Regions from separate parts of the Sus scrofa genome. Here regions 1 and 3 are each linked to region 2. A link is a contact called in public Hi-C and promoter capture Hi-C data. All regions are on one chromosome and are shown on one strand. Each heading gives the region's core, a stretch centred on a gene start, on an enhancer-like site or on the middle of the called end of the contact. The rest is flanking DNA. Distances are from core to core; before and after follow the strand shown. Region 1 holds the start of CYTH2 (cytohesin 2). Region 2 holds the start of NAPA (NSF attachment protein alpha). Region 3 holds the start of SPHK2 (sphingosine kinase 2).

Region 1 (2,700 bases), core at 97-2,596, 590 kb after region 2:
GAAGGTCCGTGTCTAATCTGTCAGCTTAACCAGGTCCTGGCTGGGAATCTGTCCCCACCTGCCTGGTTCAGGGACGTTGAATGAGGACCAGGCCCAGACAGCACCTCAGACCCAATTAGGGATCTGTCCATGACAGGGCCTGGGGAGCGAGGGAAGAGGCGGTTTTTGCCCAGTTTCTCCATCTGAACCAGGTCCCTGCACCCGTTTTGCCTGCAAGGAAAGGGAATGAGAGGTGGGGGAGGGGAAATGTCCTCAGATGCAGGGCTCGGAGAGGAGGGAGGAGTTTAAGAAGAACAAGACTTTGAGAGGAGGGGAAAGTGAGCTGAGCCGGGTTGGAGAGGACAGTAAGGGGGAGGAATGAAAGGTGGGAGGATGCCGAGGAAAGGGGAGTTGTCCTGGGGCGGGGGTGGTGTAGGGTGGTAAAATAAGGGGAGGAATTCGGGGGAGAGAGGGAGGAAATTGAGAGGCAGCCGGCTCTGGGAAGGCAGAGCCTACGTTTTCACTGTATCTGGCCTTCTCCTATTGTCCCATTCTCCAAGACAGGGACCAAAAAGCTAGCATTTGGAAGAAAGAATGTCTTTTGTTTCACCACTCTTTGACTATGAAGAGGCTGAGGTTGATGGGGAGGCCATGGGAAGGGGTAAGAGATCGGAGGGGCCAGTGCCCAGAGGAAGGAGGCCCAAAGAAAGGTGAGCCAAAGCCGCTCTCGGTTGCATGGCAACCACTGCGGTCAAAAGCCAGCTATGCCTGCTAGGAGATGTGACTCACAGAAACAACCAATGGTTGTGCCCCGCCCCCTGGCAACAAGCCTAATAAGGTACCGCCCCCTAGCAACGTATTGGTGGAGGCGGGGCTCAGTTGAATGGTATCCTAAATGCCCGCAGCCCTTGCGCAGGCGTATTCCTCTCTCTCTTCTCACGCAACTCCTTTCCGAGGCTTCTCATTGGCTTGCAAGCCAGCCAAGTGCTTTCTTTAGTTTCGGAGGCGGGACCCGGTCCCCTGCCAGCATTCCGATTGGCCTCGCAGACCATCTACCTCCTGCCGGACACGGCTATATCTACTCCTTGTGCGTCTATTGGCCGTGGAGGGCGATCCTTTGATATCGGAGGCGGGGCAGGCGAGAAGTCCCGCCGTAGATTGGGCGGTGTCAAAACGAGGGGCGGTCCCTACTGGCGGGGCGGTTGGGAGACGAAGGGAGAGTCTTTTCAGCGCTGAGGACTGGCGCTGAGGAGGCGGCGGTGGCTCCCGGGGCGTTTGAGCGGGCTCACCCGAGCCCGCGGGCCAACGCGGATCCAGGCCCGACCGGCGGGACCGCCCCGGACTCCCCGCGGGCCTTCCTAGCCGCCATGGAGGACGGTGTCTACGGTGAGTCGGGGAGGGGCGGGGCCGGCTGCAAGTGGATGGAGAGTTTCGCCCCGAAGGTTCCGCCGCGAACGTTCTCCCCGTAGCGCGCCTTGCTGAGCCTTTCGGCCCCGTCGTCGCCTTGCTTTTGTGGGGCCTGGGACGCGCTTCCGGCGGGGCTGGAGACTGGGGCGTTCCAGGCCATTGTTTGGGCCGAGCCTGTTTCCGGTGGCGGCGGGAGGGGGTGGGATGGAGCGGTGGAGGCGAGGCCCGGGGCGGAACCATTCCCTCTGGAGGGGCCGGGCGAGCCCAGTGCCTGCTGGGAGCGGGAAGGGGGGCTTCTGGGGGCGGTGGGGTGGGGAGAAATCTTGGGGCCTACCGAGAGCCCGCTAAGGCGGGGGCGGGGGCTTCCGATGCCCCGCCCCCTTCCTTAACTCTTGCCAGCTGTCATCAGCTTCCCCTGCCATAGTTACTTTCCATGGACCCAGGAGTCCGGACACCCAGACCCTCAGCTCCCTCGCCGAGAATGGAGGCAGAAAACCAAGGCCTCAGCCCCCTGTCAAGTAATGGACCGTAGCTCAAGCTTCCAGCCCTTTTTTGCTCCCCGCAGACCTGAGTTGAGGCTCCCAGTCCCCTTCCTCCACCCCCGGACTAAAGAGTTTGGATTCCCAGCCCTTCCATCTCTGGATTGAGGAATCTAGGCCCCCAACCCCTTCTTCCAGCAGACGGAGGAGGCTGGACCCTCATCCTCCCCGAACCTAGACGTCCTGCCCATCCCCCACCCCCACCCCTGTCCTCCCGCAGATGGCAGACATCCGGGTTTGGGGTCCCCAGAACTGACCCCCCCCACCCCCGACCCTCTTCCCCAGAGCCCCCGGACCTGACTCCCGAGGAGCGGATGGAGCTGGAGAACATCCGGCGGCGGAAGCAGGAGCTGCTGGTGGAGATCCAGCGCCTGCGGGAGGAGCTCAGCGAAGCCATGAGCGAAGTCGAGGGGCTGGAGGCCAATGAGGGCAGGTGAGGGCTGGGGCCGGGATCCTGGGGGTCAGGGGGCTTGGCTTGGGCCGGAGATGCACAGGCATTGACCCTCCATCCTGCACTCTCTGCCCCTGCAGCAAGACCTTGCAGCGGAACCGGAAGATGGCAATGGGCAGGAAGAAGTTCAACATGGACCCCAAAAAGGTGCTTGGGACCACAGGGCTGGGATCAGCCAGGAAGACAGACAGGGATTCTGGCATCTCCAGGTAGCAGAGGTGTGGTGGTGGACAGACTCGGGCCTGATCCCTGGATTCAGATATTGGCTGTCCCTCTGTCCCCTGACCTTTGCTTGTGCCTGATCCTCTGCGTGGGAGGTCCTCT
Region 2 (2,700 bases), core at 67-2,566:
TCCTGGGCATGCTGCTCATCCTGCTCGCACTGCCCGCCCAAACCTCACTCAAGGACCATTCAGCAGGCCTTCAGCCCCTTCTGGTTTTCTCATCTCTTCCCTTTTTTTTTTGGGGGGGGGGCTAATCCTGTGGCATAAGGAGGTTCCCAGTTTAGGAGTCTAATCGGAGCTACAGCTGCCGGCCAGTCACAGCCACACGCCAGATCTGTGCCGCATCTGCAACCTACACCACAGTTCACGGCAACGCCGAATCGTTAACCCACTGAGCAAGGCCAGGGATCGAACCCAAAACCTCAGGGTTCCTAGTCGAATTCGTCTCCACTGCGCCACAATGGGAACTCCTCTCATCTCTTCCTTTTATCCTCCCCAGTCCTAAACCGAGCCAGCTCCACTGATTTCCCCCCACGCCCACTTGGTCTCCAGTCTCCCAGCTCAGGCCTCATCAGCCTTCGCTCCATCACCCCAGGGAGGCCTCCGCCCAGATCTCACCCGGGTGTCAGATCCCCTGATACTAGTTCCCGGCAACCAGGACCACACTCAGCCCAGACACCTCACACACCTCAGACCTGGGCTCCTCACTCCCAGGATCACCTAAGCCCTGACCCTGAGTTCACACAAATCCACCACCTCAGGACTTGGAAAGGTGAGGCCCTAGAGCGGGAGAGCTCCTCAGTCCCAGGCCTCAAGACGCCGGTCTGAGATCCTTCAAATAAGTCCTCCTAGAGCTTCAAAAAGCTGCTTGACCTGGCTGCCCTCCCAGGCTCCCTCAATCTCCGCAGGCCAGGTTCCCCGCAAGGCCTCAGACCATTTCTTCACCCCAGCTGCTGCTCTGGCCCGTCTTCAGCCTGGGTCCCCTTGCCGCCTCCAGATGGTGTCACCCTGGCCTGGGTGTCCTCAGCCCAGGGTAATGCCATCTTCTCAGTCTCTCCTCAAACCATGATGCCACTGCCACACCCGGGGCCCCCTAGCCCTCAGCCTCGTCCCCTCTGCTGACTTAGACCATGTCACGTAATCCAGTGACGCCCTCCATCCTCGAGGCTCAAGCCCTTCGTCTCTACCGCCGCCTCAGCCCATGACTCCTGCGTCCTCTCAGCGTAGGTCCCGGCCGACTGCCCGGCGCAGTTCTTACCCAAAGAGGCCCGAGAAAAAGGACTGCGAGTTCTTCACTTTGCGCTCCGCCTCGGCCAGCAGCGCCATCGCTTCCGCTTCCTTCCCGGAGTTGTCCATGGCGGCGGCAAAGGTACTCAGCAAACCGCCGAACCCCAACCCTCGGAGGACTCAGCCGCGGCAGAGCCGCGGTACACAGGTCGGGGGAGCTTAGTGGGCTGCGTTGACGTCGCTCCGGCGCGCGCCTCCTGCGCCCCGGCACCACGTGCTCCGCGCTGGCCAACCAGCGGCCTCGTAGCGCGGCGCGCGCCCCGCGGGCCCCGCCCCCCGCCAGCTGCCTTACACCGCCCCGTGACTCTCAGTTTCCAATCGGCGACCTGGTGCTTGGACGCATGCGCAAGAGTCCGCGCACTGCGCTCGCCTCGCTTCCGGAAGCTCGGGGTGACGGCCCATGTGATTCAACGCCAGCCAATCGTAGTCCTCACCGCCAAGGACCCTTCCTCCTCCCCGCAAGCTCCTCCTCGAGGTGTTACCTGGCTGGATCCGCCTCCACCAATGAGCACCAGACCCTGGCTCCGCCTGTACCTTCCCCGGTGGAATTTATATCCCAGTCAGCTGACCGATGCCTCTCACGTGACAGCTCCTGGGCCGTGCGGGAAGTTACGACCAAACCACGCCTGGGTTTGACAGCTCCGTTGCGCAGTAGTTAGTCCCCGCCTCCGCTCCTTATCTCCTATTGTCCTTCACTTGTAAAGGCGTCTGTGGCGAGAAGGAAACTGGTCTTCTTGTTCTTGCGCCCTCTGTCGACCTATGCTGAAACTGGCTTGGGAAGGGCAGTGAAGAAAGCATACCTCACTTTATTTGTACTTTAATTACCCTTTGCAGATACTACGTTTTGGACGAGTTGAAGGTTGTGGGAACCCTGCCTTGAGCAGGAGTGTCTGCGCTGCGCTGCTTCCCAAACAGCATTAGCTCATTTCACGTCTCAGTGTCACGTTTGATAATTCTTGAACTACTTTAAATGTTTTCATTACTACATTTGTTAGGGCGGCCTGTGAAGAGTGATCTTTGATGTTACTACTACGACTGGCTAAAGGCTCAGATGACAGCAATAAGTACTTTTTTTTTTTTTTTTTTTTTTTTGTCTTCTTGCCATTTCTTGGGCCGCTCCCGTGGCATATGGAAGTTCCCAGGCTAGGGGTCCAGTCGGAGCTGTAGCCACCGGCCTACGCCAGAGCCACAGCAACGCGGGATCCGAGCCACGTCTGCAACCTACACCACAGCTCATGGCAACGCCAGATCCTTAACCCACTGAGCAAGGCCAGGGGTCGAACCCAAACCTCATGATTCCTAGTCGAATTCGTTAACCACTGAGCCACGATGGGAACTCTAGCAATAAGTACGTTTAATTGATATGTACTTTTTTTTTTTTTACACAATACTATGGCACACTAACAGACTCAGGGATAGTGTAAAGGTAACTTTTATATGCACAGGGAAACAAAAACTCCTGTGACTGGTGTTATTGTGGTGATCTGCAACTGCACCTGCAGTGTCTTTGAGATATGCCCATAACTGAGAGATAGAGGCAAA
Region 3 (2,700 bases), core at 181-2,680, 710 kb after region 2:
GGGATCCAGGAATGAAAACCCAGGTCTGGCACTGGGTTCTGGAAATGGGGTGGGGATGAAGGCCCGGGATCAGGGAAACCGGAGACACGGAGACTCAGACCTCTGAGACCTCTGGATGGAGACCCAGGCCCTGGTCTGAGAGATCTAGAGGCTGGAGAGGATGGAGACTGGTCCAGAGATCTGAGGACCTAGGGACAGAGACTCAGGCCCAGGACTGGGGGAGATTAGGGGCTCTGTGCCTAAGGGGCGGAGGTCAGCGCAAGTTTAAAGGGGCCCGAGGAGCTGCTCAGGGCAGGGGGCAGAGATGACTCCTGAGTGAGTCCACAGATGGGGGTGTGTCTGGGGCAGTTCAGAGCCTGGGGAGCTGAGGGGCAGGACTGATAGGAGACAGGCGGGTGGAGCAGTGAGGAACAAAGGTGAGCAGGAAGGAGAAGGCAGAAACTGGGCAGAGGGCAGGGGGAGGGGACCTCGGGGCCAGCTCCCAGTCTCTCCCTGGAGAGCAGGCGGCTAGACACCCAGGTCAGTGCTTGGGGTCCAGCTCTTGGCCCTTGTTCCTTGCAGGTGCTTGCATGTGGCTCCCCTCCCTCTGACCCCTTAGTCCCTCTGTGTCATACCCCTTTCTTAGTCTCTCCAGCGACCGCATCCCCTACCTCCTGCCTCTCCTGTCTGCTCTTTCTCTACCTCTGTTGTCTCTCTGACCCTCAGAGTGCCTCCTGGGGCCCCTAAACTCATACTCTGCTCCCCAAGTAACTCTCATCAGACTAGGTTTTTTGTCTCACTGAAGCTGTTTGTCTCCTCTCAGTGTTTTTCTGGCTCTCAGACCTTCATGTGTCTGAGTGTCTCTTGTTACTTTTCTCCATCTGGAGTTGACTGTGTGTGTGTATGTGTGGTGTTTTTCTGTCATTACACGTCTGTTTGTATCTATCCACCTTCCTGATCTCCTCTGCATTATTTTTCCCCGAAGCCATTAGCATCATCCAGCATGATAGGTATTTTCTTATCTTGTTTGTCTGTCTTTGGATTAGAATATAAACCCCACGAAAGCAGGGGGTTTTGTCTGTTTTATTCCCTGCTGTCTTTGCTGGGCCTGGCACCATGACTGATAAATAGAGGTACTGAATAGTTGGTGGGGAATAAATGAATGAAAGTTTGCATGGCTGAGTGTGGGCCCTCCAGGGTGCTGGCCTTCTCCTCCAGCTGACCTCTGCCCCGCAGCCTTGGCGTCTTCCCACACTTGCCCAGGCCGGTCTGTCTCTGGTGCGCCCATCTTGCCTGTGAGCACCCCTCTATCTCCTGCTCACAGGCCCTGCCCCTGCTTCCCTCTGCCCACCGTGAGGGTCCTGGACTCTGACTCCTGCTCGCCTTCCTCCCCACAGAGGCCAGACCAGGAGCTGACCTGGAGCTGGGGCCACAGGCCTAGGAGCACCCTGGACAGAGCTAAGGCCATGGCCCCCCCACCGCCACTGCCCTGACCGCCAGCACCCCACTCCTGCATGGCGAGTTTGGTTCCTACCCAGCCCGAGGCCCACGCTTTGCCCTCACTCTCACACCACAAGCCCTGCACATCCAGCGGCTGCGCCCGAAGCCTGAAGCCCGGCCACGGGGTGGCCTGGTCCTGCTGGCCGAGGTCTCAGGCTGCTGCACCCTGCGGAGCCGGAGCCCCTCAGACTCGGCAGCCTACTTCTGCATCTATACCTACCCGAGGGGCCGGCGCGGGGGCCGGCGCAGAGCTGCACGTACCTTCCGAGCCGACGAGGCAGCCACCTATGAGGAGAACCGTGCTGAGGCCCAGCGCTGGGCCACTGCCCTCACGTGTCTGCTCCGCGGGCTGCCGCTGCCTGGGGACGGGGGTGAGGCACTGAGCAGCCTTACTGTCCTAAGGCCACCTTAGTGTCTCTGCAGATCTCCCTCTGTGGGCATCTCTGTCTCTACTTTTCCATGTGTCTGGCTGTGTGATGTCTCTCTCTGGGTTCGTATTTCAAGAGCGACACACAGACAGGGATGGAACAGAAGGAACAGAATCACAGGCAGAGAAAAAGGGTTCCTGTCTGCTGCGCCTTCTGTCTCTGTGCCCTGCTCCCTGCCATGGGTCCAGACCACGATGAGTCAGAGGCTCCTGGGCTGGTGAGAATAGCCAACTGAGACATGCTTGGTCACCACCCAGTGACAGGCACTGAGGTCCCCTGGGGAATCTCAGGAGCCCAGAGATGGCATCTGATCCATCTGTAGGGGATCAGAGACACAGGGACCCCCAGTCAGGTACTCAGTTGGAACAAGGTAAAGGTTTGAGGGTCCCCACCTGGTGGGCCTTCCTTGGTCCCAGCTGCCTGGGGGCCTAAGAGCTGGTGACAGGGAGTGAGCCTCACACAGCAGAGGAACCTGATCCTGGGTTCCCAGGTGTTTGGCGGTGAGGAAAGTGGAAACCTCAGCTCTCCTGCCTCCTCCCAAACGTGCATCCAAAGCGCAGTGGGATTAGGCACCCAAGCGCTGCCTTTGTCTTAGCACCTGGGAGAAGGGGCAGGGCTGCATACCTGGGCCTAAGCAGGTAAGCCAGAGAGAAGAAATCCTCTAACTCCCAGCAGGTTCTGATGCCAGCCCTCCCCCAGTTCTCCTGGGGGCTGTTCACAGTTACTGTTGCCGGGGTGGGGTGCCTGGGTCCCTGACCCCTTAGACCCCTTTTCTTCTCTCTGCAGACATCAC

Evidence for each region. Promoter capture Hi-C pulls out the DNA fragments that hold promoters and counts their contacts. A called contact is a pair of places that touch in the nucleus more often than the background predicts.
Region 1: a contact with region 2 is called in a promoter capture Hi-C map of liver, with 3 times the contacts expected there. The contact joins the promoter of CYTH2 here to the promoter of NAPA in region 2. A contact is called at or near these places in 1 of 5 promoter capture datasets (liver) and 2 of 47 Hi-C or Micro-C datasets (liver and skeletal muscle).
Region 3: a contact with region 2 is called in a Hi-C map of skeletal muscle, with 4 times the contacts expected there. The contact joins the promoter of SPHK2 here to the promoter of NAPA in region 2. A contact is called at or near these places in 2 of 5 promoter capture datasets (fetal liver and liver) and 2 of 47 Hi-C or Micro-C datasets (liver and skeletal muscle).

The regions. Positions count from the first base shown.
Region 1 is chr6:53,868,129-53,870,828 of Sscrofa11.1, forward strand. It overlaps CYTH2 (cytohesin 2), which reads left to right and starts at 1,347. Exons shown (of 12, transcript NM_001144120.1): 1 at 1,347-1,365; 2 at 2,211-2,358; 3 at 2,457-2,523. The coding sequence starts at 1,347.
Region 2 is chr6:53,273,922-53,276,621 of Sscrofa11.1, forward strand. It overlaps NAPA (NSF attachment protein alpha), which reads right to left and starts at 1,317. Exons shown (of 11, transcript NM_001244384.1): 1 at 1,130-1,317. The coding sequence starts at 1,227.
Region 3 is chr6:53,981,481-53,984,180 of Sscrofa11.1, forward strand. SPHK2 (sphingosine kinase 2) reads left to right here and starts at 1,431. Exons shown (of 6, transcript XM_021094684.1): 1 at 1,431-1,463; 2 at 1,466-1,850; 3 at 2,694-2,700. The coding sequence starts at 1,446.